Linked DNA regions of Mus musculus: regions 1 and 3 are each linked to region 2. The links are chromatin contacts, called in public Hi-C maps. All regions are on one chromosome and are shown on one strand. Each heading gives the region's core, a stretch centred on a gene start, on an enhancer-like site or on the middle of the called end of the contact. The rest is flanking DNA. Distances are from core to core; before and after follow the strand shown.

Region 1 (2,700 bases), core at 169-2,668, 92 kb after region 2:
TGGAAGATCAGAAGTTTAGGGTCATCTTCAGGCTCTCAGAGTTCAGTGGCAGTCGGGGATCAATGAGCGATCCCTGCCTCGACAGACAAAACACCCCCAAACAAAAAACCTAGCAGTGGCTTTATACTCTGAAAATATTAAGACAAAATTAAAAGGTGTTAATACTATTTTTTTTCTGTTTAGTTTTTTGCCAAAGTGGGCTTGAGATGTACAATTTAGAAAGTCCAGGTTGTATTTCTGTTCTTAAAGATGTTCAGTGTAATCTAGTATTAAAGTAAGAGGAAAATTATTGAACACGATAAAGGTGGGCAAGTGGATGGGGTTGAAGTTGCTGAAAGTGGGTAAAAGCCATTTTATTGGAGCCCTCACTGCCTGCCAGGTTTTGGTTGTGTTGAAGGTTGTCCTAAGCATCATGTAATACCAGCTTAACCCTTTGAAGCTGCCCTGACACCGTCCAAGTTTGAGGTGCACAGGACTTTATGGGGCAAGGGTACTGTAGTGGCTATTCCTGGTTGTCAACTTGACTATATTTGGAATGAACTACAATCCAGAATTGGAAGGCTCACCAGTGACCCTTATCTGGAGGCTTGGAGATAGAAGTTTCTGATCTGGATCTTGGTATAGAGATCTTGAGCCATAGTGGCTATGGATTCCAGAAGATTAAATCTCCAAGTTTAAGGAACACACCTTTAATCTGGGCTACACCTTCTGCTGGAGACAACATAAGGACATTGGAAGAAGGGAGTCTCGCTCTTGCTCCTTCGCCTGCTTGCTGTGTGAGACTGAGTAACTGCTAGATCCATGGACTTCCATTCACAGCTACGACTGAACCATTGTTGGGAATTGGGCTGCCGACTGTAAGTCATCAATAAATTCTTTTACTATATAGAGACTATCCATAAGTTCTGTGACTCTAGAGAACCCTGACTAATACAGGTAATAAGGTTTGTTTAAAATCAAGGCAAGCTACTCTAGTTTAAAATGAGGCCAGTTAGGAAAGCTTTCCCAGAGTGGGATGAGGGTACCGGCTCAGTTTGGAGGGAGAAGTAAAGTTTTCCCTGTTCTGAGTGTGCTTACAATTCTCTGCATTGGAAGGGGGCGTTTGAAGTAGGTTGGCCCACAAGCAGCGGAGTTAGAATTGAGGAAAATGGTAGTTGAGGCCTGGAAGTATTGAGTTTGGGGGAGAGTGTTTTTCACTTCATGCAAACGAGAATTCTCAGGACAAAGACTTTGCCTGGCTGTGTACTTCCCTTCATCCCTGTATGTATGTTTCCTACCCTGAAGCCTTAAGAAAGCACTGAGATCGTGACCTCTGGAAACATATTCTACTAGACTCAACTGCTGCCAAGTGTACAGGCTTCAAGTTGCTGGTGGCGCCAGGCAGAGCAGCTCAGGTGGGCTGTAGGGTGGGGCTTAAGGCGAAGTCCGCCCTCTCTCTCTCGACTTGCCCTAGCGCCTGCCAGGTGTTGAAGACTAAGCAGCAGGACGCCAGAGCCGCCGGGCCGCTTCTGGGCTAAGTGGCTAAGTTAGTGGAGATCACTGGTTTAAGATCACGCAGCTTAGAAAGTTCATGGCAAGTGTTGTGTCTCCTGGGGACAAGCCACTGCTGAACTACTTTTAAGACTGAATGGAAGCGAGCAGCCTTCTGTGCTTAGGAGCCCGGGGCCCAGGAGGGGCTTCTGCAGGCTGGCCTTGGGGGTTGCAGGAACCTGAAGCCTCCATTCTCATGACCTGGAAGCCTGCACACTTTCTGCATTCCTGGAAGGGAGTCCTGCTCACATGCTTGCCAACGGTTGGGACCAGGACCAGGAAGAGGAAAGGTACCAACATAAAAACAACTGTTTCTAAGAGAGAAACCAGACCGTGTGAACCTGTGGATTCCGGTTTAGGCTGCACCGCTTTGTCTGGCTCTGTGAGGTCGGCAGTGAGGGTTCAGTGGAGCTACAGCAACCCCGATTTAAAGCAAGCTTCAGGGGTGTCACGACTTTGGCAGACTTGTCCTTGGTTTCTACTGTAGTCCTGCTTCGAGGTTGAGGCTTGTGGCTCAAGATGGAGCTGCATTCTTGGTAATGGTATAGGAGTTTTCTGTGCCTCTGACCACATTTTGTTGCTCATGCTCAGTAGAAATTAGTGTGCTTTCTACAGTGTTTGGAAGGTAATAAAAATGTTATAACATGAACCTGAACTTGTGCTGATAACTGCTAGAGATATTTTGCTAGATCTAGGCACTGGTCTAGTGTTTTTCTTATGATCTTGGCTATATTCTATTTAAATATACATTGAGGTCTTTGATGTAACCAGAGCTGTTTTTGAAGAAATAACTTTTCAAATTACTGTGTTCCTTTAAGTGAGTGAGCTACACTTAACACGGTGGAGGAGGTGGGAAGCCGACCACTTTGGTAATGCCAAACCCATTGTCTCACAAGTCACCTAAAATGGATAAGTCATCTGCATAAAGAATTTGCTCAGGTGGTAACTAGATTACAGAGTGCTCTTTTTATCGTGATGCCTGGATCACAGGGCTTCAGATGGTGAGAGCTAATTAATCTTCTATTCTTATATACCATGGGCATGAGCCTTGTGATGGAGGTTTTTTTACACTGTGTTGGAGAGGAAACCCAAGGCCGCAGGCAAGCTAAATATTTGTTAGTACTTTTTGCCCTTTGAACTTGAAAGTATTGCTTTAGTAACAAAAGAAGA
Region 2 (2,700 bases), core at 156-2,655:
CCTGGGATCCCGAGATCCTGGATGTGTTAGAGCGCCTAGGAGTGGAGCTTCCTCTGGGTGTTGTGAGACTGGCTGGGGAATTTGCGCCCAAGGTCTGCTCAGGGCACCAGCCCAGACAGACCAGAAGAAACCCATGCCACTGATCTGGCAGAGTCCCTGTATGCCTGGGTCCCACTGGTCCCTTGAAATGTTTTTCATTATCACTTGTGTGAGTGTACACATGTGTGCGTGTGAAGGGCTGCATGCACATCAGTAAGTACATTATAAGGACTGGAAGAGGATGTCTGGTATTTTTCTCCTAAATCTCTGTCTTATTCCTTGGATACAGGGTCCACCTGACCCTGTCCCACAACACTAGGGTTACAGTCCCATGCAGCCACACCTGGCTTGTCATGTAGGTGCTGGATTCAAATTCAGGTCCTCATGCTTGCCTACATAGCAAGTAGCCTTACCTTCTAAGCTATCTTCTTAGCTTTGGCACCAACTATTTTGAGGATAATTTTATGAGGCTTTCCTTCTTCTTCTTCTTCTTCTTCTTCTTATTATTATTATTATTATTATTATTATTATTATTATTATTATCTCTTTATCTTTTTTACAGTCCAGTCATTATTCCCCTCCTGTCTACCCTCTAACTGTTTCTCATCCTATACCTCCTCCTCCATCTCCAAAAGGATGTCCCCACCCCACCCCACCCCATCCTACCAGACCTCCCACTCCCTGGGGCCTCAAGTCCCTGAAGGATTAGGTGTATCTTCTCTCACTGATGCCAGACCAGGCAGTCCTCTGCTGTACATGTGTCAGCTGGTGTCTGCTTGCCTGGTTGGTGGCTCAGTGTCTGAGAGATCTTTCAAATAGCCGCTGGGCTCTGGTTTAAGTCTGCACCTAGTGAAAGCAGCATTACTCTCTATTCACAGGGCAGTAGTCTGGGTGGAGACCTGCATTGATGCATGGCCTTTGCTGGACCCCTGCCCTCTCTGAGTAGTGAAGACTGAACTGGATGTTCTGGCGGCTCTGGGAAGCAGATATCAGAGCATGATTAGAAGGAACCCAGTGCAGCAGTGGCAAGGAGTGGCCTGATGTCCACATGTGCATGATCCTCTGCACTAGGTGGGGTTGCAGCCCTCAACTTCAAGCCCATACAGGCAGAGCGCCCCCTAGCTGTCTGATAGCATGTCAGCATAGCACTCCCCTCACTGTGATGGGAAACCCGAGAGGCAGGCAGGGATGATTCTTCAGAGGACTCAGTATTGGGCTGCTAGCAAAAGCTACTCCCCTCTCCTTCCTCCGAATGCCTGTGGAAGCTGGGTGGGCCTCAAGCTCTATCACCCTGGAAGGGGAGTGGTGGCCCTACCCACTCCTGCTGGGTGCTGGATCATGGCCAGCCCTGGTTTTTTAATATTCTGCTGCTTAATGGGACCCAGATGTTCCTTAGGAGTCTGATGTCAACAGTGCTCCATAGGCAGTTTGTCATTCCTACTGTGGGTAGACAGAAGCCGCAGATACTCAAACCCAGCAAAGGTTTGGGGATATTTCTGATGTAGCAAGCTAGAGGTGGTAGGGGAGGTTATCAGCCAGCTTAACTTATGGGTGATTATCACGTTCATGGGATGGGTGGGACTGCATGCATAATACTGGCATTATAGGTATGTACAGCAGGCCCAGACACCCTGACTCCTGCTGTTATTAAATGTGATTTTCATCTGAGGCCTGGTCTCCATCAAGCATGAGAGGACCAGGCTGGATAGAGCTGGGGGAGAGGAACATCCAGGAGCTGGGAGTGGATGCTCCATGTTCTCCTGCTTCATGAACTCAGCTGGGTACCATATACACTCTTCCATCCTCCCAGGAATCCTGACAGCACCCAGGAAGATCCTCCTGGATGCCTGCAAAGTCCACTCAGAGCATCTTACAACACAGAAGTCTGGAAAGCAGAGACTGGGCAGGAATTGGAAGTAACCATAGTTGAGATCTGGTTCTGGCTGACTCCAGGCAAGCATTCTTTCCCCTAGACTCTGGCAGACAGGGCTCTGGGAAGGGAGATAAACCAGAGGTTGTGTCCTGCAGAGATGTCTACATGGAAAGGAGAAAAAAGGAGAGGAGCCAAAACAAAGCTAGAGGGACCAGGAGCCTCCTTTTGTGGGTTGGGGACTGAAACAGAGATAGGGTCTCACTGAGTAATAGCCTAGGAACAGCGGCTCTGGAGAAACCCAGACATTCTGATTCATAGCAATATTTATTCTCAGGCTGGCTCCTGGGTCAAAAACAAAGCTCGGAAATGGCTCAATGGTTAAGAGCACTGACTGCTCTTCCAGAGGTCCTGAGTTCAATTCCCAGCAACCACACGGTGGCTCACAACCATCTGTAATGGGATCCGATGCATTCTTCTAGTGTGTGTCTGAAGACAGAGGCAGTATATTCATATAAATAATAAATAAATCTTTTTTTAAAAGAAGCTCTGGAAAAAAGGGGACATTTTAAGAGCAACTGTGATCTTTAAATACGGGACTTATTTTATAAAAGAGTAGTGTGTTGATATATGGCTTCTTTTGTTGACATTTAAATTGTAGCTATGTAAGAGAATGTCCTGTTCTTAGAAAACACAGCTGAAACTGCAAGGGATGAGTCACAGGGGATTTAACTCACTCTCCGAGGCTCTGCCAGTAAAGCCTGTCAAAGCACAGACACACTGGGGTGCAG
Region 3 (2,700 bases), core at 64-2,563, 75 kb after region 2:
TATGATGGGTTATCTTAGACTCCCTATGTAAATCAAGTATTTTAAATGAACAAGAACACCACTAATATCGACAATCTTCATGAACCTACATAATGCAAGCTCCTTATCTGGCTGTTGAGCTTTGGGGACCAACAGATTTGTAGTATATGGTGCTTTTAACTTAATTAATTTACATTCTCAACTGTTTGGTTGTGCTAATGGTCTCAGAGGAAGGGCTACAGTGAGATACTAGATCGAGAATAGAAATATCAACACAAGCACAGATTACAAATACATTGAGGAAAGCTGAACATTCATTGAGAACAAATTTGAGTTCTGGAAGAGGGCGGAGTTTGTGCTGATGGAAGGCTGAGAGGAGACTTTTCTTCCTTTCTTGAAACCCCATAGAAAAAGTACTTTTCTCACAGCATTGCATTTCTACAGTTCTTCCCTGAAAATCTGCTCAGGATTTGTAAACGCCTTACATTCGGTTAACCTAGTCAGACAGAGGCATCCATGGAAAGACTAACGGGGACTCTGCGAGATGGCTCAGCAGAGGCCCTGCCACCAAGGCTGGCCACTTGCGCTCCACCCCCAGCACTCGCAACTCGTCCTCTGACCTCCACACAATCCCACACCCCAGAATCAAATCTAAAGGTTTCTACCCCTTCACTCGCAACTGGGGACTGAGTCTCAGCCCAGGCAACCACTCCTCACGAAAGCACCCGTAACCCTTGAGATGAGGTCTTCATTTATTTTGGATAAAAGGTCTCCCCGGGAAGTCCCAGAAAACTCTGTATAAACCAGACTGGCCCCAAACTTGTGAAGATCCTGCTTCTGCTTGCCTAGTGCACGGCTCCGTTTTTTAACCTAAAGCAGCAGGGTGGACAGTCCCCAACATCAGCTTCCCAGATGAGTGGGAAAGTGGACTTAAAGGCGTGCTTCTTACTGGCCAGCTTTCAACGAGCCTACCGGGAGGCGCGGCCCTCTTCTCCTCCAGGAGTGGGGTCGTGGAGGCCGCTACAGACCGCGGACCCGGAGAGAGGACGGCGCGAACCCAGTCAATCCCACAGTAACGGCCCGAGACAGCGCAGCCGCCTCGTGGGGATGCTCGGGACGCTGCTCCGGTAACCGAAGCGTCTCGACGCCAACCGCCACCGAGTGCGGGCAGCAGCCGCCAGCCGCTTCTGCGCGTGCGTGGCCGTGGGAAGCCCCGCCCAGCCGGGTTCGGTGCGCGCTCCCGCTCATGGCGGCCGCCGCAGTGTGTGGTACTTAGCGGGCGCGCGCGGCGAGCTCGAGAGCGCGCGGGGCGGCGGCGGCGGCGGCAGGGAAGCCGGGCTGCCGGGCGGGCGCGCTCTCGAGGGCGGCGGCCCAGGGTGTCCCGTCGGTCTCGGTGCCGGGAGAGGTGGAGGCGCGGCCCGCGGTGGCGGCGGTGACGGTGGCGGTGGCGGTGGCGGCGGCGGCAGCTGGCGACCGGGCGCGTTAGACGGGGCCGGGGTCCGCGGCGCGCTCTCCGCCCACAGGTAAGCGGGCGGCCTGGAGGGAGGAGCTGGCCGCGGCCCGGGGAGGGCCGGCGGGTCCCCTCGCGGAGCCGCGGCGCCTTTGTCTCGGCCTCTCCGGGCGGGCCCAGCCGACAGCGGCGGCTCCGGGAGGCGGAGGGCGGGCGGGCGCGCCGAGACTACGGCCCGCGCCCTCGCTCAGTCTTTGTTGTGTGGCCCGGTGTACGGCCAACATGGCGGAGGTCAGCCGCGCGCTTCGCGGGCCGCGGTCGGGCCTTGCCTCGGCGGCTCCGGGAGGGCGGCCTCCCCCGGACCCGCGCCTTTATTGTGCGGGGAAGAACGCAGCCTCCTCCCTTGTTTATGTCGCCACGAGCGAGCGCGCGGACGCCCGCCTGGGCAGCTCCAGCCTTTAAGCCTAAGCCTTGCTCCGCCCAGCTTCCTTTGCGGGATAGTTCGGGGTCCCTCCAAGCTCCCAGATGCAACTTAGTGTGTACGCCCTGGGCCGCTGCGGACCGTCTGTTCCTGGAAAGATACAGAATTTGTTTGCCCTGGCATAAGAGTTACATTTGTGCATTCGGTAAATGAGGCCATGTAGCTGATTTGTCAAAGTCATGGAAGCCCTGAACGTGGATGTAGGACAGGGATCTTACTGCTCTTTCTAGCGTTGAGCATTTACCATTTCTTGCTAGGCTATTGTCCAGGGTGAAATGTTAACTTGTAAAAGCGCTTGGAGCATGGGCTCCGAACTCTGCCCTCCTGCTTTGATTCCAATCCTGCCCCACGGGTTTGTGACCTTGGGCACGATTTTGGTGCTTCATTTTGCTAATCTGCAAAATGGGTCTGATGGAGAGTATTTGTCTCAAGCCTATTGAGAACCGATGAGATGGGAAATAGTTGATGTGCAGAGAGCTCTTAGTAAGTGCTAAGCTATTACAGTAAATGATTACTGCTAAAGGTCCTTGCCTCATAAAATTCGCTTAAGTTATTTTGGCATGGATGCGTTGGAAGTACATAGCCCAAAATGTTTGAAATCGGGTTATATAAAACCGGGTTAGTATTTGGGTTTTACTGTTTTAAGAAATGAAAGGGTTTAGAGGACAGAATGCTATGCTTTGTGAGATGATGGAATTTGGGGATTTGAGCGATAAGGGATGTGAATGCGTGGTGGAATTTGGAAAGTCACTGAAGTTTCCTTTAAGCAGGTTTAGTTTATGGATCAGTT

Evidence for each region. Hi-C and Micro-C count contacts between places; a contact is called where the count stands out from the background.
Region 1: a contact with region 2 is called in a Hi-C map of uterus, with 2.6 times the contacts expected there. The contact joins two enhancer-like sites. A contact is called at or near these places in 1 of 15 datasets of contacts at CTCF or cohesin (the NIH/3T3 cell line), 7 of 484 Hi-C or Micro-C datasets (embryonic stem cells, forebrain, liver and 3 more), 2 of 115 datasets of contacts at active chromatin or transcription factors (effector CD8 T cells and embryonic stem cells) and 1 of 9 other capture datasets (embryonic stem cells).
Region 3: a contact with region 2 is called in a Hi-C map of uterus, with 1.9 times the contacts expected there. The contact joins the promoter of Siah1a here to the enhancer-like site in region 2. A contact is called at or near these places in 1 of 39 promoter capture datasets (macrophages), 1 of 15 datasets of contacts at CTCF or cohesin (the NIH/3T3 cell line), 12 of 484 Hi-C or Micro-C datasets (the C2C12 cell line, the G1E-ER4 cell line, cerebral cortex and 7 more), 6 of 115 datasets of contacts at active chromatin or transcription factors (CD8 T cells, bone marrow-derived macrophages, craniofacial prominence and 2 more) and 3 of 9 other capture datasets (adipose tissue, liver and pancreatic islet).

Annotation. Positions count from the first base shown.
Region 1 is chr8:86,727,494-86,730,193 of GRCm38.p6, reverse strand. The region is part of intron 1 of Siah1a (siah E3 ubiquitin protein ligase 1A); the gene reads left to right. Among named protein-coding and RNA genes, the nearest start is that of Gm10638, 17 kb to the left of the region's middle. Within about 2 kb of position 1,418, at least 80 of the 459 cell types and tissues checked have an H3K27ac peak or open chromatin away from gene starts, as enhancers often do. A contact at or near this core is called in uterus, where this site is marked.
Region 2 is chr8:86,819,541-86,822,240 of GRCm38.p6, reverse strand. All of the region lies in intron 1 of Gm39215 (a long non-coding RNA gene), which reads left to right. Among named protein-coding and RNA genes, the nearest start is that of Gm39215, 5.3 kb to the left of the region's middle. Within about 2 kb of position 1,405, at least 54 of the 459 cell types and tissues checked have an H3K27ac peak or open chromatin away from gene starts, as enhancers often do. A contact at or near this core is called in craniofacial prominence, palatal mesenchyme and uterus, where this site is marked.
Region 3 is chr8:86,744,619-86,747,318 of GRCm38.p6, reverse strand. Siah1a (siah E3 ubiquitin protein ligase 1A) reads left to right here and starts at 1,313. Exons shown (of 2, transcript NM_009172.2): 1 at 1,313-1,502. Gm10638 (predicted gene 10638) reads right to left here and starts at 1,620. Exons shown (of 1, transcript NR_027829.1): 1 at 259-1,620.